Linked DNA regions of Mus musculus: regions 1, 3, 4, 5 and 6 are each linked to region 2. A link is a contact called in public promoter capture Hi-C data. All regions are on one chromosome and are shown on one strand. Each heading gives the region's core, a stretch centred on a gene start, on an enhancer-like site or on the middle of the called end of the contact. The rest is flanking DNA. Distances are from core to core; before and after follow the strand shown. Region 1 holds the start of Babam2 (BRISC and BRCA1 A complex member 2). Region 2 holds the start of Pisd (phosphatidylserine decarboxylase). Region 3 holds the start of Slc4a1ap (solute carrier family 4 (anion exchanger), member 1, adaptor protein). Region 4 holds the start of Nrbp1 (nuclear receptor binding protein 1). Region 5 holds the start of Gpn1 (GPN-loop GTPase 1). Region 6 holds the start of Ift172 (intraflagellar transport 172).

Region 1 (4,507 bases), core at 1,351-3,850, 1.1 Mb before region 2:
GTGTCTGTTCACAGCAATAAAATCCTAATGAAGACAAAGGACTTTTCACACTTCCAAATGTGACCTGCCAAACTTAAATCTTTACTATCTGGAGCTTTACAGAAAGATGTGCTGACATCTTCCCCTAGAAAAATACACATAAGCCTCCTCACCAAAGGTCTCCAGCTATATTGTCTTCCAGTACAGAAAATCATGCCTGCCTCAGCGTAACTTAGGACAAGGTAGCAGCTCAAACATTTCTGAAAAAGGAAAATTTAGAATTTAGAGACAGACTTGGGGCTGTAAGCCTGTAATCCCAGCTACAGCAAGATAGCATGGTCAAGTGCCTAACTTACATGGTACAAGTTCAGCATGGGGAACTTAGTGAGATTCTGTCTCAAATAATAAAATTAAAAGCTATAAGTGTAGTTTAGTAGTAAAGTATTTACTAGCCATGCAACGGACCTGAGTTCAATATCTAGCACCACACACAAAATTATATAAACTTTAATTATTTGTAGCTCTTCTGTTATTGCTTCATTTAAAAAAATCATTTTTTTACTTTTAACTCTGTGTGTAGGAAAGCAATGCACTTGGAGGTGTGGGACCCTTTAGATGGGAGTTACAGGTGGTTTTTATCCAATGCTCTTAACTGTTGAGGCCATTTCTGTAGTCCCTACAACATATCAGGGTTTTTGTCAATTAACTTGCCTCTCCCAGTCTCCTTTTTCTTTCTTTCTTTTCTTTTTCTTTTTTTTTTTTTGTTTTTTTCGAGACAGGGTTTCTCTGTGTAGCCCTGGCTGTCCTGGAGCTTACTTTGTAGACCAGGCTGGCCTGGAACTCAGAAATCCGCCTGCCTCTGCCTCCCAAGTGCTGGGATTAAAGGCGTGCATCACCACGCCCGGCCCCAGTCTCCTTTTTAATTCCATCTTTTCTGTTGTGTTTGGTAATTTGAAAGCATAGACTTATTTATTCTATCTATCTATCTATCTATCTATCTATCTATTGTGTACACACTCATGCATCACATATGTAGTGTCCTTCCACCATACTGGGCTCCAGGAACTGAAGGGCATTAGGCTTTAGTCAAGCACCTTTACCTCATAGCCATCTTGATGAATCTGATAACAATTTATAATGTTTTAAGCAAGATTAAGTTAGATATATGAGGCCCCTGGAGCTGTTTTTAAAGTAGATATAGGTAGTTTGGTGAAAGGGTTTGGTTGTTTTGATTACCCCAAGGCCTTATTTCAAAGTTCTCTGCTATCTTTTGGAAAAATAGTTTAGGGACCGATGACACTAAGTTGCTGGGAAATATGGTTATTAACATAAACAGAATTATATGGCCTGAGTTTTTTGGAATACCTGAACTATTTTTTTTTCTACAATGTATATTGCTTATCTGCTTGGAAAGCTGTTTTCATAAAAACAGACGACAAAGCAGAAGGATCTTCCCTACAACCTCTCTGACCTAACTCAACTATTCTCATTTAGCACTATTTGGTCAGGTTTTTAGTGGCTGTAATTGTCATGTTTGTGTGTGTGTGTGTGTGTTTTAAATTTTGAATTCACACTTAGGTTCACCACAAAGGTTGGCCCATGGTTACATTTCCACATAAAAGTAAACTGTAAATATGGAACACTGCAGGAATGCCAACATGAGTGAAAAGGTGTTTGCCTCAGTGCCTTCTTTCACGTGTTCAATCCAGTAATACCCAGTTGGGTCTGGTGGACAAAACACTTCTTGTGCTCTCAACCCTGTGAAGTAGGTACATCATGTTCTCAGAGGTTAAAATGTCATGGGGCAGCCTGGCCAAGGAAACAGGTGCAGGTGTTTGGGGGCGCCCGTAGGTGGGGGTGTCTATCAAAGCTTTCATTCAGTCCCCCCACCCCCCATCCCTGTCCCTTCCTCTGTCATTGACCTCCACAAACTTGAATTCTGCCTTTTCACCTCAGAAGTCGTGCTTGGAAACCTGAAGCTTTCAGGAAAGTTCCAATGGTGGGTGCCCACCGATCCGAGGCCCGGGCATCCACAGTGTGGCTCGCCCTCCCGAGACCTTGCGCTGCGGCCCCGCACTAACCTGACCAGGTCGGTCATGCAGGAACCCACCACTACCACCGCTGCTGCCTCCTCCTCCTGCCAGGGCCTCCCGGGCTCCCCACACGCCGCCATTACTAATCCTGCTCAACCCTGACGCTGCCCTTTGCCCTTTGCCTGACCCCGTAACCAGGGACGCCGCCCCGTCCTCCTTAACGACGCGGGCGTTCCACCCGCCTGTGCCGGTCGCCCTCCCAAATGCCCGAAATCTCTCCGGCCTTTGGCTAGTCCTGATCCCTCTGGGACCGGTGTTCCTGCCCCGCCTCACAAGCACAGGGCCCGGCCGCCACGGCGAGAATGACAGAGCGCGCCAAGCACTAGGCCAGAGCTCCCGGGAACCTTCAGGCGCTACCCGGTCGCCTTCCTCAGCTTCCGGCTTCTCGGCGCGGGGACGCGCACGCCCGGCCGGCTCCGGAGAGGGCGGGACGTCCGGGGGAGCGCGCACGCATCCGGCCCGCGGTTCGCGCGCAGGTCGGTGCGTCGGTCGGGGGCGCGCTCGGGTAACCTGTACCCCGTCTAGTCGCCGGTTACTGATCGGACTTAAGTTCCAGGTACCTGGACCCGGGCTGGTGCGGGGAGGTTGGATCTCAGTCGCACAGGTGGCGCAGAGAGCCATGTTTGAGTATGGCCAGAGAGCTAGCCTCTTCAAGAGAAGGCCCGCGTTCCAAAGATGCCCCGCTCGCCCCACAGCACGCGGATTCCCTCAAGAGCCGCCCCCAAGATCTGAGGCTTCTCTTTCTCCACGTATCTCGTTCAGTCCTGGTTTCTGATGAAGCCCGCCTCTTTTTGCACTTGATGAGGGCATCATACAATTTGGGAGAAAGGGTTGGATCCCTTTAGATTCTCCTCAGAATGGGTGGACATTCTTTGGATCGGAACCAATTCGCTCTCCCCGCCCCTCCCTGATGTTGCCCAGTGGAGAAATTGCTCCCCCACAGTAACTTCCCTCGTGCGCCATATGACGTGGACGTGATGCAGCAGGAGGCCACCCCTTTCCGTTCCATGACGTCAACGGGGGCACATGTTTCCGTGTTTGTCATCCTCTCCTAATTGCGAGAGCCTAGATGGTGCTTTATACGTCTTTGTGTTCCCCAGACAGCCTGCCCACTAAAAGACCTCATGTGACCTTATCTTGCGGCAGCAGATTTTTTTATAAAAATTATATATTTGCATCTTCCGTCTGCAATACATCAAAATCAGGAAATACAAATTGCAAAACAAGCATTCAAGAGAGGCAGGTCACCAAAATTTCCTGCTTCTCTGGAATCAGTTATAATGGTGCCATATGTAAAGGAGAGGTGTGTGTTTCTAATCCATATCCCTGCATATTGTACCAAAGAATCATCTTTTTTTTTTTTTTTCTCTTCAAATTCCTGATTTTGGAGTCAGTATAGTTTTTTTTTTTTTTAACTTTCATTTGTTAGTGAAGTCACACTTACTGAAACATCTTGAAGCTGCACAAAACCTTGCACTGTCAAAAACTTGTATTATAGCTGCTGTTCTGGAGATAAAGACAGAAATCCATTCCCTCAGGTGTGATCCTAACGTCTTGACAGTTGCTGAAGTGGAATGGGTTTTCATAATCACTAGTGTGGTTTGGCGTCTGGAGAAGGTTGTTTCCTTTGGCATTTAATTAGTGAATCATTCAGGCTAGTACCAACACTGGATCAGCAGGAGCCTAGTTGGTGTCTAGCTGTAAAGCAATCATGTGTATAAATTCGTGACTTTGTCTTTATATTTACCGAAGTGTATGCTTTAAAAATTCACCTTGGTGCTTTCTTTAGTGGCCATTGTAATTAATGCTTGAGAAGAGGATAGGAATAGTGGAATTTGAGAGAGCTCTGGACCTGAATTTCAGTCCTTCTGTTTGTTCTTTATGTGACATTAAATAAGTAACTTGATTTGGCTGGTCTTTAGCTTTTGTATTTACAAAATGGAAACAGTATTCATTAAGAAACTGTGTGTGTGTGTGGGGGGGGAGTGGATGTTTGTGCAGAGAGGTGAGTAACAGAGATCATGTGTGAGGTGTTAGTTTGATTTCTCTTTCTTGGAGAAATTTGGTGTAAATTAGATACTCTGAGGAAAAAAACAAACCATGGAACAGTTTTTTTTTTTTTTTTTTTGTCATAAGATATCCTTCTGCTTGCTTCTCAGATGACTCTGTGTGTTTTGAATGTGAAGTAAATGAGCATCCCCCTCCAGGAACTGTGACATAGTGGGCAGACATCAGGCAGGACTGTGGAGTTTAGAAAAGTCTTCAAAGTGATAGTGTGGGTGAGCCTACTGTCCAGAAACAGTTACCCAAGTCACCTGGAATGTGGGAATTAGAAACATGCCTTATACCAGACTGTGAAGATGAATGGCAAGGCTGCATATGGAAGTGACTTATAAGTCATGCCATGCTATAAGATATATGTATTTTTATGATAG
Region 2 (4,349 bases), core at 1,111-3,610:
TTTCCAGTTGTAAGATGTCTTTATATTGTGTTTTGTCTACATGTATGTCTGTGTACCTCATGTGTACAGTGCACACAGAGGACCCAAGAAGGCGTCAGATCCCTTGAACTGGAGTTACAGATGGTCATAAGCCACCATACATGTGTGAGAATAATAAGTGCTCTTAACGGCTGAGCAATCTCTTCAGTCCCACATAAAAATCTTTTTTTCCTTCTTCTTCTTAGTTTTATTTCCACAAAAGGTCACAAACAGCCAAGGAGGGCAATACATTTTGCCCAGAAACAAGTATTTGTACATCTTTAATTTTTACAGAAAATTGCCAGGATCAAGAGTGTGTGTGTGTGTGTTGTGTGTGTGTGTATCTGTACAGCAAGTGTCTGCAGTGCCTATGGAGGTCAGAAGGTTTCAGATTTCCTGGAGATGGAGTTACAGATGGTTGTGAGCTGCCATGAAGGCTATGACTGTACCTCCAATTCCCCTGAAGAGCAGCAAATGCTCTTAACCACTGAGCAACCTCGCTAGCCCTGTAACACATTTTTAATATCACCATGGGTCCTAACATTTTACCTATAGTCCTTACTTCTCTCTCCTTCTTTCAAAAGCTAGGAGAGTTCTAAAGCTGAACTGGTAGGTCTCTTGAAAAGCTTTATCCAACACTGTACTTGATATTAAAATATTACCCTTGTCTATTAAACTGTAAGTTCCTTAAGTATAAGGCTAATTGCAAATTAATTAATCAGTAAATTAAATAATGAATGTGGGTAGTGTTTATGCATGTGAATGGGGAGGTCAGAGGACAACTTTGGGGGCCATTCCCCATGAACCATACAAAAACTTGTTAGGTTTGTTATGTTTTATGGTTTTTTCTTTATTGTTGTTTTGCTTTGATATGGGGTCTGAGTATATATTTCTGGCTGGCTGGCAGTCACTATGTAGACCAGGCTGGTCTTGAATCCAGAGAGATTCACCTGCTTCTGCCTCCTGAGTGCTGAGATTAAAGGCGTGCATCTTGTTCTTTGATACAGGGTCCATCACTAGCCTAAAGGTCACCAATTAAGCTAGAATGTTTTCTTCTGGCCTCCATGGGTACCAGGGCACACACAGACATACATGCTGGCAAAATATTTACACACACACACACATTTTAAAAATTGAGCAATGTTGGTGGTGTAGAGATGGTTCAGCAGTTAAGAGAACCAGAGTTGAGCCAGGTGTGGTAAAGCCTTCAATCCCAGCACTTGGGAGGCAGAGGCAGGCAGATTTCTGAGTTCGAGGCCAGCCTGGTCTACAGAATGAGTTCCAGGACAGCCAGGGGTACACAGAGAAACTCTGTCTCAAAAAACCAAAAAAAAAAAAAAAAAAAAAAAAAAAGTACCAGAGTTTGGTTCCCAGCATACATGTCAGATGGCTCTCAACCACCTGTAATTCCTCCAATTCCAGGAGACTCTTGATGGTCCTATGGACACCTGCAACCACCCATATGCATACACACACACGGTGTAAAAAGGTAGAAGTAGTCTTTGCCAAAAAGAAATAAGTATGTAGGCTATTAAGTAACTCAGCCAAGTTGAGAACTGTTTCTTCTCTCTCATTTGGGTTAAGAACTCTCTCCTCTTCTCCCCTCCTACCCTTCAAAAAAGAATAAACAGCTGAAACATGCCAGTAATCTCGGCTTTTTGGAAGCACTTGGGAGGCTGAGGCAGGGGGATAGCTGTGATTTCGAGGCCAGCCTGGGTTACCTAATGAAACTGTCTGGAGCAGACAAAAAGCCAAATGAACAGTCACAATAGATGCCTCATGTCGCTCTCCCACTTCTAGCTGCCTAGGAACTTAAGTAACCCAGACGTTTGGGGTCAGCAGGATAAGGACCACAATTCCACCACAGACTTTTCAGATAAAGAAACCTAATTCTTTCGCCTCAAAGCTTTAGAACCCCAAGTGAAGGTCGCTTTGCCGTGCCGTGCTCTTCCAGGTTACACCAGCCTGGTAGGAAGGCAAACACCCGTGAAAAGGAGATCGACTCTGCTTCCACTCTAGAGACCAGCGGGCAGCAGAATATGGTGGGTTTGGTTGTCCCTGTGCACTTTCACCCAGCCTTTAGGCCACACCCATTTCACGGTCCACGCGGTGGCTTGTAGCACCTGTTCTGAAGCCGAAAGGTGGCTCCGTGTCCTTCCTGTCAGACCTACTCGCGGCGAGCCGGCGACGAGAACTGGCTTCGCTCTCAGAGCCTGGCTTGGTCTGTGCTGATCCCTACCCCAGCAGCCTCCCGCCCGGCCATACCTGCTCCGCCACAGCACACCTCCACGAAGCGAGCGCACACACGCGCGGCCCCCAGACGCCGCCATCTCGCCTCCTCCTGAGCGGACACGCCCCCTTCCGCCTTCGGACGCACGCCCTTGTCGTCACCGGGCCAATCAGGAACGTGAAAGGCTGGGCCCGGAAGCTTCTGCGTACGGCTCCGCCTCTGCCGGGCCCACCCCCGCGGAGTGTGTGGGCAGGCGCGCCGGGGCGATGGGACAGCCGCTCCTGTGCCCGAAAAATCTGAGCCACCTTGTGCTCAGTCACGATGTGTGCATGGCACAAGGATGCTGGCGCCCTCGGCGGCCAGAAGAAGGCGTTGGATCCCTTGGAACGGGGTGTCTATTCTTATCTCATTGATGGGGCTCCAGAGGCGAGGGGTTTATGTAAGAAATATGGAAAGCTGTTAAACTAGGCTCCCGGTGATGGTGCTTTCTCCTGTACTTTCCAGTTATGAGGGGAAAACGAATTTTTCAGTGGTACATAACAGTTTTGTTTTTGTTTTTGTTTTTTTTCCTAAGCGCTGGAGACCCGCAGCCAGCCCTTGGATATTATTACCATTTTAAAGGTCTGCGAGGATAAGCAACTTTCTCAAGGGCACATTAACCCCACAAAGGGCTCGCAAATTGTATAATAATAGAAAATCCAGTATTTCTACATCATTGGTGTCAAAACCCATGATCTGAACACCCCGCCCCCCTTTTAAGGCCCTAGAAAAATGGTTGAACCTGAATGCAAAAACTGAAGGAAGGCAGCCCTGATTTTTCTTCTAGTAAACACCAAACGGATAAGCTAATTAGTGCTTTAGATTAATTCTGGATAGTTACTTAAATTCACTTACAGCAAAACCAGCCACTAAAGAGAACCTAAACCGGGCTTGGTGGCACACCCCTCTAATCCCAGCACTCAGGAGGCAGAGGCAGGAGGATTTCTGAGTTCCAGGCCACCCTGGTCTACAAAGTGAGTTCCAGGACAGCCAGGGCTACACAGAGAAACCATGTCTCGAAAAACCAAAAAAAAAAAAAAAAAAAAAAAAAAAAAAAAAAAAGAGAGAGAGAGAGAGAACCTAAGAAGTCACAAGTTTGGTAATTCAAGGCAAACACCTCCCTTTGTCATACTTTTCCAGAGCCTGGAAAAGAAACACACACAACATAATTTTGGTATGGAATTGAGTGTTGTAATTCAAATGATTGAGGTGAGTTATTTCAAAATAACACTGGAATCCCAGTATTTTGGAGTGTCCTGAATTCCAGGCCAGCCTGGGCTACCTAGACCCTGTTTTAACAAAACAAAACAAAACAAAACAAAAACCCTAGTTTTATATAACACTATTTTTTTTCAATTCTTTAGAAAACATGTTATAAATATACTGTATATACCTTTTTTAAAAGGAGCAAAACTAAAAACACATAATAAAAAGAGGTGGTGAAATGGCTCAGTGGTTAAGAGCACTAGTTGCTTTAAAGGACCCGGTTCGATTCCCAGCACCCAGATGGTGTATCACAAGTATCTATATCTCCAGTTCCAGGAGATACCATGCTCTTCTGGCCTCTGAGGGCACCAGGCATGCAAGTTGCAAGCAGGCACACGTGCAGTTAAAACACTCATGTGTGCAGGTTCTGGTTGTGGCCAGAAGGCATTGAATATCTTGTAATTGAAGTTATAGAGAGTTTGAGTTACCTAGTGTGGGTACTGGAAACAAGGTCTTCTAAAAGAGTAGCCAGTGCTCTTAACTACTGAGCCATCTCTAAGCCCTGAGAAATTTGATATATTGGATTTGACAATGACTTCTTGGCTGTAACACCAAAAGCACAGAGAACAACAAAAGATAACTGAACTTCAAGGTTGGAAAGTTACCTCCTTTTTGCATCTACTAAGCATATTATTTTACTATTATTTCTATTACTTGTTAGTGTGACCACATTACATTTTAATTATTCATTTAATGTGTATGTTTTGCCTGTTTATATGTATATGCACAACATACATGTATGGTTAGATCTGGAACTAGAGTTGAATACCATCCTGTGGGTACTAGAAACTCGAGC
Region 3 (4,038 bases), core at 376-2,875, 1.3 Mb before region 2:
TGGACAAAATGAATGCCCTCAGCTCTAACAATATACTACTCAGTTCCTTTCTTTCTCTTTCTTTCTTTTCTTTTTTTTTTTTTTTTACATTTACTTATTTTGGGTATGTGTGCATGAAAAAATCACAAGACAACTTGTGAGAGGCAGTTCTCTCCTTTCACCATGTGGGTTCCATGGATTGAACTCGGGCATTCGGACTTGGCAGCAAGTGCCTTTTACCTACTAAGCCATCTAACTGGCCCCTCAGCTTATTTCCTTTGCTAAGATTGTATTTTTAAATTATTAATTTCGAGACAGGGTTTCCCTTTGAGGCCTTGGCTATCCTGGAACTTGCTCTGTAGACCAGGCAGGCTATGCATTCACAGACATTCGTTTTTGTTGTCTGTTGGGGGTTGAGTATATGCTTGTGTGTTCCATGTGTATGCAGGTGCCAAGGATATCTGAAGAGGGCATCAGATCCTTCTGGAGCTCAAATTAGAGGTGGTTGTGAACTCCCCTGATGTGGGTACTGGAAATGGAGCTCAGATCCACCGAAGAGCAGCACACAGAACCATCTCTCCAGCTCCACCACTCAGCTTCTCAAGAACATGAGATATTTTTATAATTGACCCTTTGAGTTGTGACCTCTGCCAGGAACCCTCTACATCTTTATCAGACTTGAATTTGTTCTTTAGGATCCCTGAAATCACCATTCCCCCCAACAGATCTCCTTTCTTTGTATATTTACATGAATTTGCTTTTATCCCTGAACCTTAACTTTAGTTGACTTATTCATCTGTATTCTCCCACTTGTTATGGCTGCCATCTTGGTATAGTTTCAGGCCTCTGTCAAAGAGTTATAATATTAACTATGGCTTAGTTCAATTTTCCATAAATTTTATGACAAATTAACACTACTATTTCCAATTTTTCAGATGTGGAAGCTGTTGTCCAGGGTCATGCCAACATCATAAATACAAAGAGTAAAAAAGAAAAGAGGTTTCGATGCTCAGGTTTGTTAAGCCACTAAACATGCTATCTCAATATTTTGTTCCGAGTAATAAAAGAATGAACAATAATAAATTGCTTCTTTACTAACTTCATAAAAGGAATAAATTCGAGAGCTGCAGATAGGGACTCCTTGCTCCGGATCTGGAGGCTTAGGCTTAGGCGCCGACCACAGGATCCTGGGAAGTCTGATTTACAAGGCAGCAGGAAAATGGGTGGCTCTGGACCGGAACCAGAAAATAAAGTTCAAATACTCACCGCCCTGCCCCAGGAGTGGTATACGCGGCTGCCTGACTCTGACAGGTCGGAGTCGAGGACTAGGTCAAGCCTAGGAGCCTTGTTTATTGATTAATGGACCAAGGCCACGGAAGCACTTCTTCCCAATCGCCCTCTGCCACAGGAAGTTATTACTAGCCTACATGCAACGCCTAAAATGTCCGTATCCTGCACAGCACTCTGAGAGCCTCTCCCCGCTTTCTGGTATTGTGACTCCCTAGTGCTATTCACATCTTTAAAACTCTGCGAGTCTTGAAAGAGGAACTCCAACATTTCTGTCCAGAGAAGCCTCAGGGAGGTGGGAAGGAGGAGGAGAAGTGAGCGGGAACGTAGAGAGCGAGGGGTCGGGGTTTCCGAGGGACACATTTTGAGATTGCACCCGGCTAAGGATGGCTGATCCTACCCCTCAGCTAGATGCGCCAGCTCCCCAGGAAGTCAGTAGCGAGTTTAAGAAGCCGGTTTTACCAGTGCCTTCCGCAGTACGGGGTAAGGCTCCGGCCTCCAGTCCCTCCGTTTCTGAGGATGTGAAGAAAGAATGTCTCGCGGCGCAGCTGGACTCTGGATGTGAGGAGCCCGAGGTCCCGCCACCGCAGCCGGACAGCCAGGAGACCGGGGGTCCACCGGTGGAGCAACTCCGCTCCCCGCGGGTAGCTCCTGCGTCTGGCGGTCCGACCCGGGCTCCTCCGTACCGAGAGCCATCGTGGGGCAGCCCAGCCACGGCCCCCTACAGTCTCGAAACCCTGAAGGGTGGCACCATCCTTGGCACCCGCACCTTGAAAGACACGAGCTGCTGCTTTTTCGGGAGACTTGCTAGTTGTGACATATGTCTGGAGCATCCTTCCGTGTCTCGGTACCATGCTGTACTACAGCACCGGGGGGCGGATCCCAGCGGAGACTCTGAGGGTCATGAGCAGGGCTTTTATCTCTACGATCTGGGAAGTACCCACGGCACGTTCCTCAACAAAACTCGCATCCCACCCCGCACTTACTGTAGAGTCCACGTCGGGCATGTAATGCGCTTTGGAGGCAGCACTCGGCTCTTTATCCTTCAGGTAGGTAGAAAAATCTAAAATAAAAATCTTGGGACTTCACTGTTTTTGGTTTTTCAAGACAGGGCTTCTCTATGTAGCCCTGGCTGTCCTGGAACTCTCTCTGTAGACCAGGCTGGCCTCGAACTCAGAAATCCGCCTGCCTCTGCCTCCCGAGTGCTGGGATTAAAGGCGTGCACCGCCACGCCCGGCGATTCTGAGTTTCTTTAAGGTTTAGTTGAGTAAAAGGATTCTGGTAACCAATGACAAAAGCACAGGCCTCATTCTGGACCCACAGGTCTGTGTACGTTGCTGTGTCTCAGAAAGTAATTTTCTCACTTCTGAATCCATATATGTATATATTTTACCCATGATTCATTAGGGACCAGAGGAAGACCGAGAGGCAGAATCTGAATTAACAGTAACACAGTTGAAGGAATTGCGTAAACAGCAGCAGATATTATTGGAGAAGAAGATGTTAGGTGAAGACTCAGATGAAGAAGAAGAAGCAAATACCACTGAAGGGAAGAGCAGTAGAAGTGGTCAAGATGATGAGCTGGGCTGCACGTGGGGAATGGGTAAGAAACTACTACTGAAGGTGGCACCCTCAAGTGCTTTTGATCATACAGCTCAGAAGGCCTACAGCTGAAGTAGGGTAAATGTAATTTGCAAGCCCAGGGTCATTAACTTTAGTGAGTAAAAGTGTTGAATTATGGGCATTATACATACACCTCTTTCTCACCGTGTAATTTGCTTATTGCGTTTATCATTTAAACACACACACACACACACACAGAAAGAGAGAGAGAGAGAGAGAGAGAGAGAGCTTTCTGAGTGCTAATTATCACCTGGAGGGCATGGAAAAATTTACTTCATTTCTTTGGCTGAGAAATCAGTATTTGATATTTTTTCACCTCTCAGGCTATTTTCACAAAGTACAAAACATTCAAGAGGTTATTGTATAGCTCCACATTTTGGATGATAGATATTCAGGCTTATAAAAAGATAGTTGGTGAGGGCCGAGAGATGGCTCAGTAGTAAGAGCACTATCTGCTCTTTCAGAGAAAGCTCAGCCCTCAGCAACCACGTGGTGGCTCATAATGATCTATAATGTCATCTGATGCCCTCTTCTGGCATGTAATTGTACATACAGATAGAGTACCCCTTTACATAAAATAAAACTTTTAAAGAAAAAGATAGTTGGGGCTAATAAGGCATTGTGATGCAGGCCTTTAATCTTAGCACTTGGGAGGCAGAGGCAGGTAGATCTCTGTTAGTTTCAGGCCAGCATGATCTATTTATTGAATTTCAGGATAGCCAGAGTTACATTGTAGAGAAATCCTGACTTGAGTGAATGAGAGAATGAATGAAAGAAAGAAGTTGTGGCCCAGTGAGATTGCTTAGCAGGTAAAGGTGTGTGCTGCCAGTTGTGATGAGCTGAGTGTGAGCCCTGAGAAGCACATGATGGAGGAAGAGAATAGGCTCCCTCCGTGTGCACTATGGCACTTGTATGTGTATGGCTGTAGATGTCAGGACAGAACAAATGCAGAAACACTTGTGCTAAGTGTAAAGAATAAGCCAGAAACCATTAGCATGCTTGAGCTAGTGTCAGAAAAGGGATGTGTCACTGGGGACTTAGAGCTGTGCTATTCAGTACAGTAGCTGTTATCTGCATGCCCAATGTGGCTCATCCACAGGCTTGTCTTCTAAGTGCAAACCACACATAGGATTTCAATGACAAAATGAA
Region 4 (4,528 bases), core at 379-2,878, 1.5 Mb before region 2:
CTTTTGGTTTTCCAAGTCAGGATTTCTCTTTGTAGCCCTGGCTGTCCTAGAACTTGTTCTGTAGACCGGGCTGGCTATAAGTGCACAGATATCCACCAGCCTCTGCCTCCGGAGTGTTGGGGTTAAAGGCATGCACAACCATCATCTGGCTAGTATTTATTACTTTTGTAATCAGGAAACATAAGTGAGGTGGTAAAAATGTAGGCAGCAGTTGGTCATTTTAGGTATACATGAGAAAATAACTGAAAATGAGGTTGCCAAAAGATCCTCTGTGCACATTTGAAATAGTACTGACAGAAAATAATAGGAACTAAAGTAGCATGAACAGATATGTCATGAATGCTTGCCATGGCTCAGGAGTTACAATGGCTTTGGCAGAAAGGCTAATCTGGAGAGGATGAGCACCCTTCTGAGACTAGAACAAACTTTGAAATGGTGTGCTATACATTTTAGGTAAGTGCATCTTTTAATCCAACATCAGAATTCTATTTTGTCTTGACACAGTGTTGTTGCTCTATTGCTTATGCTGACCTTGAACTCACGGCATTAGCCTACTGAGTGATAGGATTACAGGTATGCATTACTATGCTGGGTGAAAAAAAAAGTTTGTTTTTGAGACTATGTAGCCCTGGTTGGCCTTGAATTCACAGAGATCTCTCTGGCATGCTTGTTGAAATTTCAGTTTTTAAAGCAAGCATTTTAAAGTGAAGAGATGAGAAAAAAATGAGTCTCTATAGGATTTCTGTGTGAACCCGTGAACTAGGATTAACTAGTCCCTTTAAGGAGAGTAAAATTGGTGATTGTGACATTCTCAGATTCAGATGATTCATCCTTCTTCCTTGATAATACATGTATAATGGTATTATACATCTCTTAAATTCTGCCTTTAACTTTCTAAGATCAATGGCTTACCCAGAATCTATTGTAATTCTTTACACTCACAGACAATGTAAACTCTTTCCAAATAATACCTTTTCAAAGACAGTTTTGATGGATCTTCTTACTTCGGATTCTATTTTGGACTCATGTCAACTTAAATTTGAGTAACTTTTTTTTTTTGTTTTGTTTTGTTTCTTTTTCGAATTTGCCAACTATCATTGGATAACTTCAATGAGTTCTCCCTTATGTGGGTCGAATCAGGTTATGTCTGGGTAAATAATGTTATGCAAATCAGCAACTATTAGTTTTCATGTTAAGCGATTAAAAAAAAGCTTTCTGAAAATTTGATGACCAGTGCACTGTCTCTTTCCCAAATGGGGAATGTGGGTGGGTTCGTTCCTCAGATTGAAAGGCTGCGTCTTCCGTTCCTTTTGTCTTCTTAGAGGATTAGGACTGTCATGGCGCTTTCAAGAAGAGAGAGAAGGCCTTCCTTTCGTCCGGCAGAATTACTTGGGGGCACCTCGACTGGGAGGAGGATGGACAGAGAGACAAGAAGACAACGCTGGCAGGCAGTCTGCCGGAACCCCGCAAGGGGAGGAGACCCGGCAGTAGACTGCCTTGAGAGCCTCGGTCTGTGGGAACCGCCCCCCGCTGCCCTGTCCAATGGAAACCTGGCGGCGGTGCGGCACCGCCCACTGTTGGTCCGGACGCCGCGAGGGCGGGGCCCGCAGTTCGGTTGCGCTGCGGAGCGCAGCTGTGAGGGAGTCGCTGGGATCCGAGGCCCCGGAACCCGAGCTGGAGCTGAAGCGCAGGCTGCGGGCGCGGAGTCGGGAGGTGAGCTCCGGAGAAAGAGGCCCTGGAGGGAGGGGCTCGCGGAAGGGCGGCAGGATGACCCCGAGCCGCGGGCCGGCAGGACGCGGCCGGCGGGTGCTGTCGGGCGGCCCTGCTTTCTCGGGAGTCAGGCCCGACCTAGCCCGGCCCGTCGCAGCTGAGGGGCCACCTTGGCCCCAGGGCGCCGCCCGCCCTCCTGGTGTCTCCGGCGTGGCCGCGGCGGCCCGGAATTCTGCGGGCGCGGGTCGGGGGGCCCCGGCGTTCTCTTGGAACTCTGGCCGCGAGAGGCGGGGCAGGCGGCGCGGGCGGGGGCGGGGCGGGGGCCCGGGCCCGAGGGCCTGCGGAAGGAAGCGCGGCGTCCGGGCCGGGCCTGCTCGCGGGGCGGCGCGCCGAGCGCGGGGGCGTGGTCTGCGGCCTGACGGCGGGGCAGGGCTGGCCTTTGATGAGGTGGCTGTGGTGCTCGGTCTCCTGGCCGGCCACTGTCTGTCCGCCGCCGCTTCCTTCCAGATACTGGCCGGGCGACCTGTTGGAGTGTTGACAAGCTGAGGGCCTCCTCCCTCCGAGCTTGCATTCTCTCCGACTGAGCAGTTCTGTTGACCTCAGAGGCTTTCTGGGTTTCCTCAGAGCGGCCTGTGGCTGCGAGCTATGCGGGGTGATGTGCAGAGGGCTTTCAACTAATAATGGAAGCCGGGAGAACAACTTTGCGAGATGACAGACAATGCCCTGTAGTGAATGTACTATGCGTCCTCAGGGTAGCTAGAGGCTTCGAGGAGATACCCTCACCGATGCAAATGAGCTTTTCCACAGTGATCCCTGTTAAAACTGCCAGCAGCTCTGAGGCAGAACCCCCAGTGTTGCACACGTTTCTGCATCTCTTGCGGGAGTGCTTGGAGATCTTTAGGCACTGCTCTTATTTTACCTTCTGGGACATGATTGGGAGGGCAATGTGCTTTCTGGATGTTTGTCTCTGATGACAGTTCATCTTTTCTCTAAGTGCCCCGTGGAGGGGCTGCCTGTTTCCTTGGTCCTGTAGTTTTAGATTCCATGGGCTTTGACGTTCCAGAGTATATTCTGTATCTCGCTAGACTTTCACTTATCCGTTCAGATTGGATGCACATTCTGCGAATGTAGCTGAAACAGACTTTATTATTTTCTTAGCTCTTTGATAGGGGACGGAGGAAAAAGTGATCCTTAACTCATCTTTTTTAGTGGTTTATTAAGACATGCACGCAACTAATAGCTGTCTTGGCAGACTGAGGAGGCTTTCAAGGACTTTCCTTAGAAATTAAAGTGGGGAAGTATCCTACCAGATTTCCCCTCCCCCGCCCCCGTCCCGTAGTGTTCTTTGCGTTTACTAGAGCGTTAATACAAGTCCCTCGATTCAGATAAAACTGTATAGGCTGGGGAGAGATGCGTAGAAAGGGTCGCAAGAGAGTTGTATGGCCATTCTGGTGTTGATTGCAGGTCTTAGGTATTCTGAACTGACTCTGGAGTGCAAGTTTACTTTCCAGGGTATCGCTTTCTTACTAGACTGCTCTTCCTTGAGTTAATCACACACAGGTTTCAGTTTTTTTTTTACAGTCTGTGTTCATTTGATTGTCCCTTTTTTTTTTTTTTTTTTTTTTTGGTATGGGTTAATTAGAAACTTAGGTTTTTCTTAAAGCAACTCTGCGCCTATAGAAATGTTATTTTTAGTACTTTACCTATAAAAACTATAGCTTGAATTATTTGTTTCTGAAGGAGGTAACTGGTATCAGATCTAGTGCCTCAGAGATTGGAAAAGTCAGAGCCTTTGAGCAATGTAAATGAAAGGAAAGCTGGAAACAAGGTCTTTGATTTTTTTTTTTTTAATTTGTGCTTAGGTAAGTGTAGGCATTTCATTTATTTTAATTCACTGATCTATCTCAAGCACCCTCCCAGTGTGTGACGTACAATAACCTACAAATGTTACTAAACATTTCAGTGAGTAAATGAAAAGAAATGTTGTTAAACAATACCCACTTGCCACACTTACAGATGGAAGTCACGCCTGTCGGTCACTTGGCCCAAAGGCAGCTTCTACCTATGTATAGGAAAGATGAATAATGTCACTATTGGTCTAGTAGGATAAGTCACCCTTGGGAGTTTCGGCTAGTTGGTTAAGGATGGTATAGACCAAGCTGGGCGTGGTGGTGCACGCCTTTAATCCCAGTACTCAGGAGGCAGAGGCAGGCAGATTTCTGAGTTCGAGGCCAACCTGGTCTACAAAGTGAGTTCCAGGACAGCCAGGGCTATACAGAGAAACCCTGTCTCAAAAATAAATAAATAAAAAAATAAAAAGGATGGTATAGACCCATAGGGTTGTCTGTCTCAGTGGACATTTTAGAGTGTAGAGTCATTTGCCTGTAATGCCTGTACGCCCTAGTTCTTGAGCACAGTCAGAATTGAGGTCCATTGAGAGCCAATGGGAAGTATATTAATGTAACACTATTGGCTGAGAGGCTATGGGGCACCAGATTTTACTGTATATTTGAGTTTGACTAAAGTGGACTATATTGTCATTATTCTCGGGTATGGCACTTCTGTGTGGTCTTAAGCCAAAGTAACTCATCTTCTAGAAGCCAGAGAGTCATTCACATCAGTATTTAGGTAAGAGTACATTTGATTTTAGATTTAGAGGAAACAAGATATATTTTTAAGGATGAAGATGAAGAAGTTAAGACTATTAAAGTTTTATACGTCTGTTTTTGACCTTTGTCTTCTGACTTTGCCCAACAAATGCAGGCTGAGTGTTCATTCCAGCATGTCGGAAGGGGAGTCCCAAACAGTAGTCAGCAGT
Region 5 (4,187 bases), core at 1,107-3,606, 1.3 Mb before region 2:
TTGCTAGTTCCTTTTCCATCCTCCTCCATCGATTCAAATTCAAGATAATCGCCCACAAACCAGTCTAACCTGGGGAATCTCTCAGTTGAGACTCTGTCTCCACAGGTGACTCTTCCTTGTATCATGTTGATACTAAAAGCTAACCAAGACAGAACCATACTTGAGAGTTCCTGTTAATATCAACAATCTATGTGCATCCAGCATGGCATCCTTGTTGTAGTGTTCTATTGAATTTTTAGAAGACTAAACAGTGTGGTCAAGATCTATTGTGTCCTTAGATCACTATTCTTGGGGAGGAAAATAGAAAGGAGTTGTGAAAAGTCAGGAGGCAGAATATGGTTCAGGTACAACGCACGTCTCTCTCACATCAAACTACTCAGGACCTGCAGGTCTCTGGAGCAAATCTGCTGTGGACAGAACTGCCTTGGGACTTAGTTCAATCTCTCATCACCTTTTGTTTTTCAGACTGACCTTGATTTGGCTATCTTACTGCTTTAGCTTTCTGAGTGCTGAGATTACAGGTGTTATATAAAACAAATTAGCCACAGGTTTGAGCTTCTCCTGCTACTCCAATCCATTAAAAACAACAACAACAAACAGCAATGGGCCTGCTTTTATTTCCAACATAATGGGTGGAATTTCTCTTGTACTTGGAAAATGATTGATAGTCATTTATACAGTAGCAATTTCAAAGCTTGCTTTTCTTTTTCTCCTCCTCCTCCTCTTCCTCCTCTTCTGCTTTTGTAGAAAAGTAGGGAGGAGATCCAAGGTCATCGGAGAATCTCCCCATACAAAGCTTCAACTTGCCAAATTGCTGATGCCACAGCCAGGAGTTGGGTCAGTAATTACAGGTGTTTACAGCCAATCTTTCCAACCTGAATTCCATCTCTGAGACTCACATGGTGGGGAGTGAACTAACTGAACTGTATGGGTACTGCCAGAAAAATAATGTTACCTGAATCCCTGCCAGAAAGTAACACAAGCCAGACAGTGGTGCCCAGAGAGGGCCTGAGTCAGGAAAGGAGAATCACTATCCATTTGGTATGGTACGTTGCTCACTGATCCTGGAGCTCATTAATTTGGCTAAGCTAGCTGGCCACTGAGCTCCAGGGATTCTCCCATCTCTAGCTCCCTAGCACTGGGATTATAGGCACAATCCACAATGCCTGGGCTTTTATGTGAGGGCAGGGGTCTGAATTCTGGCCCTTAAGTTTGTGCAGCAAGCACCTTACTAACTGAGCCCTCTCCACAGCCTGCACATGTCATAATAAAATGAGATATCTATGTATAGATATATACAAACTTTTTGTTCTTTAAGAGTTTTATCCACGGGGGCTGGTGAGATGGCTCAGCGGGTAAAAGCACCCGACTACTCTTCCGAAAGTCCGGAGTTCAAATCCCAGCAACCACATGGTGGCTCACAACCACCCATAATGAGATCTGACTCCCTCTTCTGGAGTGTCGGAAGACAGCTACAGTGTACTTACATATAATAAATAAATAAATCTTAAAAAAAAAAAAAAGAGTTTTATCCACTTTCCAAGAATGTCAACAAAACCCAGGGCCACCCTTGACTCCTAGCCCTTTACCTCACTCTTAAAGGGGACTTTTTAGGAGTTTTCTGGTTCCCTTGAGCCTTTGGTTCACCATCTTTTCTTCTTCCCTTGGACAAATAGCCATACAGATGAGCAAATAAGACATTGGTCACAGTCTCTGTCATACAGGGCTTTCCCTCATGAGGTTCGTCTCCCTTCCTCTACCCATATCTTCCGGTATTAATTATTCAGCCACACTTCAGCCACAAACGCTGTAAGGTTCTTTAGTCCCCTTTGCATTAGGCAATGATTGCCAGAAAATGTATCTTCCTCTGTTAAAGTACAGTATTCATGCTATCTTTCAAGTGTTACGCTAATTTTTACCTAATATTTTCTAGAACATAATGACGTTTAATTTTTTTCTTCTTCTTCTTAGACAATAAAATAAAAGGTAGAGCAACACCTTTGTTATAGGATCCTGACAGATCCTGGCTTGGGAATCCCACCTCATTACTCCCTTGGGGACACGAGCTTAACCCTTTCCGGGTCCTATCTCACTCCTGTCAACCCTTCCTGGTTCCCTACACTACCCCTCACTTGTGCAAAGCCACTATAGCATCAAAGTGACCCCTGCAAGTCAGATGCCAAAAGCCGGTCAGGCACCCACTGCAGTAGGTTCGAGCGGTTTGGATAGTCTGGCCAATCGCAACCCTAAACTCAGAGAGGCCGGATCGTTCGACCAATCGTAGCCCTGTACGCAAGAGGACGGATTTTCCTACCAATCGCAGCCCGGAATTCAGAGAGCCCGCAGGCCGCCGGGCGATCCCTGAGTGGTGGGCGTGGCTGAGGAAAGATGGCGGCGCCCGTGGCTCCATCCGAACCCCAGGCTTCCCGGGCTCCTCAGCCCCCCGTGTGTCTGTTGGTGTTGGGAATGGCGGGATCCGGGAAAACTACCTTTGTACAGGTGACGTGCACCGTGCAGAAGCGGTAGTGGCGCCTCAGGCCCGGGAAGAAGGGAGGAAGTTGTCTGGGGAATCTGCGGGTCCGGGCGCGTGGTTTTCTCGAGCTGTCCTCTGACTCCTTTCCTTCCCGAAGCCTCGAACCCTAGCCTGGGTCACTTGAGGCCGGCTCCTGGGCAACCTTAATGCACACTTGGTACAGCTGAACTTGTCTTGCTGCGAATTGGCAGCTTTCCGAAGGCCCGGGCCTAAAGAGTAGGGGAGTGTAACGTCTACTACTCTGGTTTGCGTGAAGAGTTGTGAAAGAATCACTTCGTTCGACCTACCACGTTCTAAGCTCTGAGAGTACAGCGGCAATGAGATCGACAGGGTTCTTGCTTTCACGGAGTGAGTGTTTTAGTGGAGGAGACAGAGGAAGAAAACCCTTGGAGGGGCAGAGTTAGCGAAGCCGTGACGGAGAATAGGGAGACAGGTACTGGAACTAGATGGCTTTTTAAACTCTTCAGTGTTGAACACGCTGAGGGAAGAAGGAGATTGTTACAGATTTTATAAGCATGGTCAGTAAAGGGATGGGAATTCTCGGGGCCCGTTCCTATCCTTTGGTCATCACCCTCCAACCCTGGCTCCTTGTTTTTGCAGAGGCTCACAGGACACCTGCACAACAAAGGCTGTCCACCGTATGTAATCAACCTGGACCCAGCTGTGCATGAAGTCCCCTTTCCCGCCAATATTGGTGAGTGCCTGCCTGCCTGCTTGCTTGATTTCCTTTTCTTGTCTTTTCTTTCTAAGCTAGCTAACTATGTACTTTTCTTTTCTGTGGATTTGCCTGAGTTCCGGAACAGGCTTCTTGCTTATGCAGATTTATCCCTCTTATGCACTATCCCCGCTCACCTCTCTCTCATGCCCTCGGTGTGTGAAACCGTTGAATTGGTTTGAGAATGAGACATGACATTAGGTCGGGCTGTCACCTGACACGTGAATCCTTTGGTTTCTTTTGTCAGAGTTTATAAGATTTGCTGTAATTCACTTTATAGGCAGGTTCCTTCCATTTCCAAAGTTGTGTGTGTGGGGTGTGTGTGTAAGAATATGCACTGTTCTGAGGAGAGCTTTCTGATTGAGACTATCAAAAAGATTTAAGTATTGGTGTGATCCAAGGGAGCCTGAGGCAGAATATTTAGAGTTCAGAGTCAGTCCGACTTGCATAGCCAGACCTCGTTTGGAAAAGAAAAGGTGGGCGTGGGGGTAGATTTGTTATCAAAGTGTCTGTGATCCACTAACAGGGCTCTTGGATGTCCAGGCTTCCTGACTCCTAGGCCTTAACTGTCAGGGCTAGGGTATGAAGCTTTCTTACCCCAAATACACAAATTGGGTAGGGAATCTTGTTTTGAGAATCATAGGTTAGGTCAGGCGGTGATGGCTCACGCCTTTAATCCTAGCACTCAGGAGGAAGACACAGGCAGATCAGTTCTAAGACTGCCAGGGCTACACAGAGAAACAAGAACAAACAACAACAACAACAAAAATCATTGATCATTTTGGGATTATAGGGCAACAAATTTTCTATTTAAACTAGAGGATAAATATGTGATATTATTAATTTACAGACTGGTGGGTAGGTTTGTTTTTATTCATTTTTATTTAATGTGTATGGGTGTTTTGCCACATGCGTGTCTGCGTCTGTGTGTGTCTGGTT
Region 6 (4,342 bases), core at 1,542-4,041, 1.5 Mb before region 2:
AGGAGAAAATAAGTGACCACCACCCAGTGACATCATTCTTCCTGTTTGTTCCTCACCGCACCAGCTGTGGTCGCCTTAGGCTCGCTCACTAAAGGTTTCTGTTCTTGAAATAAAACTCAGCTCCTATTCCAAATGTCCGATTAGCTACTTGGGCTACTGGAGGCCTGGCTTAACACACTTTTACTTCCCACACCTAACCCAAATCCCCCCAAAGCCCATATGGAAAAGGATCATTACACCCAAGTCCCCAAACCAGAGCCAGAAAACAGCCACACCATCACCACAGTGAAGCCCCAAGCACTCACTACAGTAGGGTAGAAGTGGGGGCAGGTGCTTCGTCAGCTTTGGCGGATCACCCTCCCTCCTGGGCTGAGTCCATCCTGGGCATCTGTCCCAGCTGCACCGTGGCAGCATCTTTTTTATTTTATTTTTTTTAAGAGACCAAAAGGTTCTATTGCCAATTTTTCCATTAGGGTATTTTGAAATTACAGCTTACAGTACCAGTTTATCCCACAAGGAGCACAACTCTATTATTACTCTACCCCTGAGCTAGGGCTCTATCTGCTACTGTCTGCAAATATTCCTGAGTACCACAATCAGTGAGTTCTCTTCTCTCTACAGTAAGTGCCCTGGCTATCTGCCTTGTGGATTAAGTGAAATGGAGCCAGGCAGGCATTTTCATAAATGCTTGACACCTATTAAGTACCACATCTCATAACTCTGAAGTACAAGCTATTATTATTCCCATTTTACATACGGAGAAACTGAGGCATTGAAAATTAAGAAACTTGCTCAGGTTTATATAGACAGTTTTTAGATGGCAGATGCAATATTTGAATCCATGTATGTTTGACTATATAAGCTGTAATTCTAATGTCTAATGGTATATGTATTGATGGCTTAATTCTGCCATATATTATTCTTAGAATTAATTTTTGAGACAGGATCTCTCTGTGTAGCCTAGAACTCGCTGTGTAGAGCAGACTGGCATTGAACTTACAGAAATCTACCTCCTGCTCCTGAGTGTTCATACTACAGGCATGAGCCATTATGCTTGCTACTCTTACTTTTTAAAAAGAAGTTCTTGCTACATATTCAAACTGGCTTTGAGCTCACAGCCATCCTCCTGCCTCAGCCTCCTAGGTTCTAAGACTACAGGCATGTAACAGCACAATCAGGTAAGGGAGTCTGTCTGTCTGTCTGTCTGTGTGTGTCGGGAGGATGTTGCTATATGGGCCTGTCTATGTGTGCATGTAGAGACCAGAGGTCAAGTGTTTTCACAGTCATTCTCCATCTTACTTTTTGAAAGACAGAGTCTCTCATTGCACTGAAAGCTCGTAATTCCAGTTCTAGGACTAGAACTCTAGGGACCACCTGTCTACCTTCGAAACACTGAGATTACAGGTGCACCTGGCTCTGAAGAGGATGCTGGAGATCTGAACTCAGTTTCCCACGCTGGTGATGAGTCATTTCCCCCATAGCCAACCTTCTTATCTGTGTTGTGTTAGCCTGTCCTTTCACTTTGGAATGCCTTTCTCTCTTGTCAATCATCCTTCTTATGGCTTTCCAGTTTTCTTATGCTCTTTAAAACTTTTTCCTTACATTTTGAGTGGGGTGGGACAACTTGCACAAGCTGGCTCTTTCCTTCCACTGTGTGGGTCACAGGGCTCAAACTCAGGAGGTCAGGCTTAGTGGCAAGTACCTTAGCCAGTGAGCCAGCTCACAGGCCTTTCCTCTTCCTCTTCCTCTCCCCTCCCCCCTCTCTCTCTCCTACCCTCCCCTTCCCTTCCCTCCTCTCTCCCTTTTCCCCTTCCCCCTCCCCTTTTCTCCCCTCCCCTTTCCTTCCCTTCTCTCCCTTCCCCTACCCCCTCTCCTAAGAGTCTCAAGTAGCCCAGGCTGGCCTTGAACTCTCCACGTAGCTAAGAATGGCCTTGCATTCCTGATCCTCCTACCTCCACAATTGCTGAGATTACTAGCCTGGGCTACCAAGGCTTATAAGATTCTGTTCTGTGTAGAACTTTATTTAACATTCTCCTAAGTCGCTTACAGTTGCTCTCCCTGCGCCTTTTCTTTACCAGATGAAGAAGCTAGTGATAGAATGATTGCGTATGGTGATGGTTAAAGCCAGAAATACCATTTGGTCAAGTCAGTGTTGGAGCTAAGCTAAGACAGAGACTCTGTCCTCTTCACGCCCAAACCAAACATAATCTTCGTTTATGTCTCTGGGCTCCTCCTCCAGCGCCCACCCAGCCTCTTCTGCTTCTGAGGAGACACACTTTCACAATCCAAAAGAGGGTTCAGCTTCTGCTCTACCTTTTTTTAGGGTTTATATCTAAAGTGCTCATTTCATCCTGTGTAGACTTATGAAGGTTGACTATATATGCGCCTCTCCTTCCAAAAAGAGCCTTGACGCGTAATGCGGGTGATCCCGGAGAGCCTAAGCTTGGGGCCTGGCACTCAACTGATGTAATGTCATGCAAAGAAAGCTTAGAGTCGTTAGTGATGCATGTCGCCTGCTGAAAGAGCTTTCACGGTCTTCTGAACAAAGTAGACGCTCAAAAAGTATGAACTTATGTTCCCTTACTTTTTTTTTTTTTTTTTTTTTTGAACGCCTGGTGGCCTGGGAATGGAAGAGGCATGCGATTCCTCACCTGAGGGCTCAGCAGGGTCCTCAGGTGCTTCAACTGCATGACGTACACCGGTCTCGGATGCTCACTGACCGAGACAACTCCCGTGGTTACCTGGACAACCCGCCAAGCATCGGCGGCGCTAACCGCTGACGCACAGGCAACGTGAGTGCGACATACGTCATAAGGTCACGTAGTGGGTTCGCGACGGAGCGAACAGGACGTGCGCAAGCGCAGTGAGTCCTAAGGCGGGCCCATAAGAGGGGTTGTGGAATTCTCTCCGCGACCAATCCTGTGGCTGCATGCAAACCTAACGCAAACCTCCGCCCACAAGTCTTCGGTCCTCTCCGGATTCTACGTCACCATATCCTTACGTTTTCTTATTGTCCTACCCGGCCAGATGTGCTTTAGTTGCTTAAACTCTGGAGGAGAGCAAGGCAGGTGCTACGAGAGGCAAAAGACAATTCGCGGAGCTGAAATCTTCACGTCATCCCAAAACTTAGGTGACTTGCGGGAGGCCACTCAATACTGACAGATAACAGTGAAAGCTCAAGGATATACTTGGCACTGTGTTTGAATTCAGCAGCGGTACAGACCCATTTTACCCAACAGGAGGCAGATTAAAGGAGTTACTCGCCAAAGTTAAAACAGCTTGTAAAGGGTGGAACCGGCATTTAACCCACAGCTAATAACCTTTTAATTCCCGTAAGAAGGCTCAACTCTCCTCAACTCATTGTCTCCATGCCCAACTTCTCTACTCTGAAACACAGTCTCAGGAAATTATCCAGGATATGGTGGATATATTGGAAGCACTGGCTAGGGAAAGAAAAGGCACCCTGTTTGGTCATTGAGTTCAAGGCAGATTCCTGAAACCCAGATGTCTCTATGGGACAGTGCAGGAGGCAGACCAGAGCTTGGTTCCCCTCCTAGTTTAGAGCTGCATGACACCTGTGGTTGTGATTAGTTAAGCAAAAAAAGATACCATCTTCTTTGGGATCCTTTCAATAATTTTTGTTCTTGTTTCTCCCAAAAGATCAAGAGACAGAATGAAATGCAGAAACGTTAGTCATAGGCCTTCTCTAAATGACCCAAGGTGGGCAAGCCCTATCCCCCCCTAAAAGCATAGCATATGCCCCCCAGGCAAATGCTGGGCCCAAAGCCTTGAGCGCACTGCAGTTGCCAATGGTAACGAGTATTTCTCTTCCTGCCACCACATCCCTCTAGAAAATTAAGAATCAGAAGGGGACAGATTCCCTTTTTTCACAGGTAACAAATAGGTCCCAGAACTCAAATTATACTTTTTTTGATAGGGGCATCCAAACCCCTCAGCTTTATTTCTAGAATCCTCTGGATATGTTAGAGTATAAATATAAACTCATTTATGGATTACAATTATTATTAACTTTGAATGAACAAAGACATAGATGAAAAAGAAAACAAAGACGAGGCACTGGTGTGCCCGGGGTGAGAACACATGGCACCAAGGGCACATTAGTGGTGGCTGCTCTCCTGTCAGCTCCTAAGACAGCTCAGCCCTTCTGACCATTTCCCCAAAGTGAGTGCTGGAGTCAAAAGTGCAGGGAAGGGATTGGTTATATAGCGCAACAGTAGAATATTTGCTTAGTATGCACAAGGTCCTGAACAAAGATAAAAAAAAAATCTACTGGCCCTTTTATATGACATGGCCTGGTTTCTGTTGGTATGAAAACTGTGAC

Evidence for each region. Promoter capture Hi-C pulls out the DNA fragments that hold promoters and counts their contacts. Capture Hi-C pulls out chosen DNA fragments and counts their contacts.
Region 1: a promoter capture Hi-C map of pre-B cells shows a contact between it and region 2, with 4 times the contacts expected there. The contact joins the promoter of Babam2 here to the promoter of Pisd in region 2. A contact is called at or near these places in 3 of 39 promoter capture datasets (the C10 cell line, hippocampal neurons and pre-B cells), 1 of 484 Hi-C or Micro-C datasets (pre-B cells) and 2 of 115 datasets of contacts at active chromatin or transcription factors (astrocytes and thymic regulatory T cells).
Region 3: a contact with region 2 is called in a promoter capture Hi-C map of adipose tissue, with 3 times the contacts expected there. The contact joins the promoter of Slc4a1ap here to the promoter of Pisd in region 2. A contact is called at or near these places in 6 of 39 promoter capture datasets (the 3T3-L1 cell line, the HPC-7 cell line, HPC-7-derived erythroid cells and 3 more), 8 of 115 datasets of contacts at active chromatin or transcription factors (the NIH/3T3 cell line, astrocytes, differentiating embryonic stem cells and 4 more) and 3 of 9 other capture datasets (adipose tissue, liver and pancreatic islet).
Region 4: a promoter capture Hi-C map of hippocampal neurons shows a contact between it and region 2, with 2.9 times the contacts expected there. The contact joins the promoter of Nrbp1 here to the promoter of Pisd in region 2. A contact is called at or near these places in 4 of 39 promoter capture datasets (the C10 cell line, cranial neural crest, hippocampal neurons and 1 more), 1 of 115 datasets of contacts at active chromatin or transcription factors (astrocytes) and 2 of 9 other capture datasets (adipose tissue and liver).
Region 5: a contact with region 2 is called in a promoter capture Hi-C map of liver, with 5 times the contacts expected there. The contact joins the promoter of Gpn1 here to the promoter of Pisd in region 2. A contact is called at or near these places in 13 of 39 promoter capture datasets (the 3T3-L1 cell line, 3T3-L1-derived adipocytes, the C10 cell line and 9 more), 1 of 484 Hi-C or Micro-C datasets (B cells), 5 of 115 datasets of contacts at active chromatin or transcription factors (astrocytes, embryonic forebrain, embryonic stem cells and 1 more) and 2 of 9 other capture datasets (embryonic stem cells and liver).
Region 6: a promoter capture Hi-C map of pre-B cells shows a contact between it and region 2, with 4 times the contacts expected there. The contact joins the promoter of Ift172 here to the promoter of Pisd in region 2. A contact is called at or near these places in 3 of 39 promoter capture datasets (liver and pre-B cells), 2 of 115 datasets of contacts at active chromatin or transcription factors (astrocytes and pancreatic cancer cells) and 2 of 9 other capture datasets (adipose tissue and liver).

The regions. Positions count from the first base shown.
Region 1 is chr5:31,695,450-31,699,956 of GRCm38.p6, forward strand. Babam2 (BRISC and BRCA1 A complex member 2) reads left to right here and starts at 2,601. Exons shown (of 12, transcript NM_144541.1): 1 at 2,601-2,628. It overlaps Rbks (ribokinase), which reads right to left and starts at 2,161. Exons shown (of 8, transcript NM_153196.1): 1 at 2,061-2,161. The coding sequence starts at 2,152.
Region 2 is chr5:32,783,266-32,787,614 of GRCm38.p6, forward strand. It overlaps Pisd (phosphatidylserine decarboxylase), which reads right to left and starts at 2,361. Exons shown (of 8, transcript NM_177298.3): 1 at 2,284-2,361. The coding sequence starts at 2,348.
Region 3 is chr5:31,525,370-31,529,407 of GRCm38.p6, forward strand. Slc4a1ap (solute carrier family 4 (anion exchanger), member 1, adaptor protein) reads left to right here and starts at 1,626. Exons shown (of 14, transcript NM_001347328.1): 1 at 1,626-2,315; 2 at 2,674-2,869. The coding sequence starts at 1,653. Supt7l (SPT7-like, STAGA complex gamma subunit) reads right to left here and starts at 1,393. Exons shown (of 5, transcript NM_028150.2): 1 at 1,246-1,393.
Region 4 is chr5:31,239,290-31,243,817 of GRCm38.p6, forward strand. It overlaps Nrbp1 (nuclear receptor binding protein 1), which reads left to right and starts at 1,629. Exons shown (of 18, transcript NM_147201.2): 1 at 1,629-1,713; 2 at 4,474-4,528. The coding sequence starts at 4,493.
Region 5 is chr5:31,492,385-31,496,571 of GRCm38.p6, forward strand. Gpn1 (GPN-loop GTPase 1) reads left to right here and starts at 2,357. Exons shown (of 14, transcript NM_133756.5): 1 at 2,357-2,499; 2 at 3,134-3,227. The coding sequence starts at 2,389.
Region 6 is chr5:31,288,323-31,292,664 of GRCm38.p6, forward strand. It overlaps Ift172 (intraflagellar transport 172), which reads right to left and starts at 2,792. Exons shown (of 48, transcript NM_026298.5): 1 at 2,652-2,792. The coding sequence starts at 2,690. It overlaps Fndc4 (fibronectin type III domain containing 4), which reads right to left. Exons shown (of 7, transcript NM_022424.6): 7 at 3,920-4,342.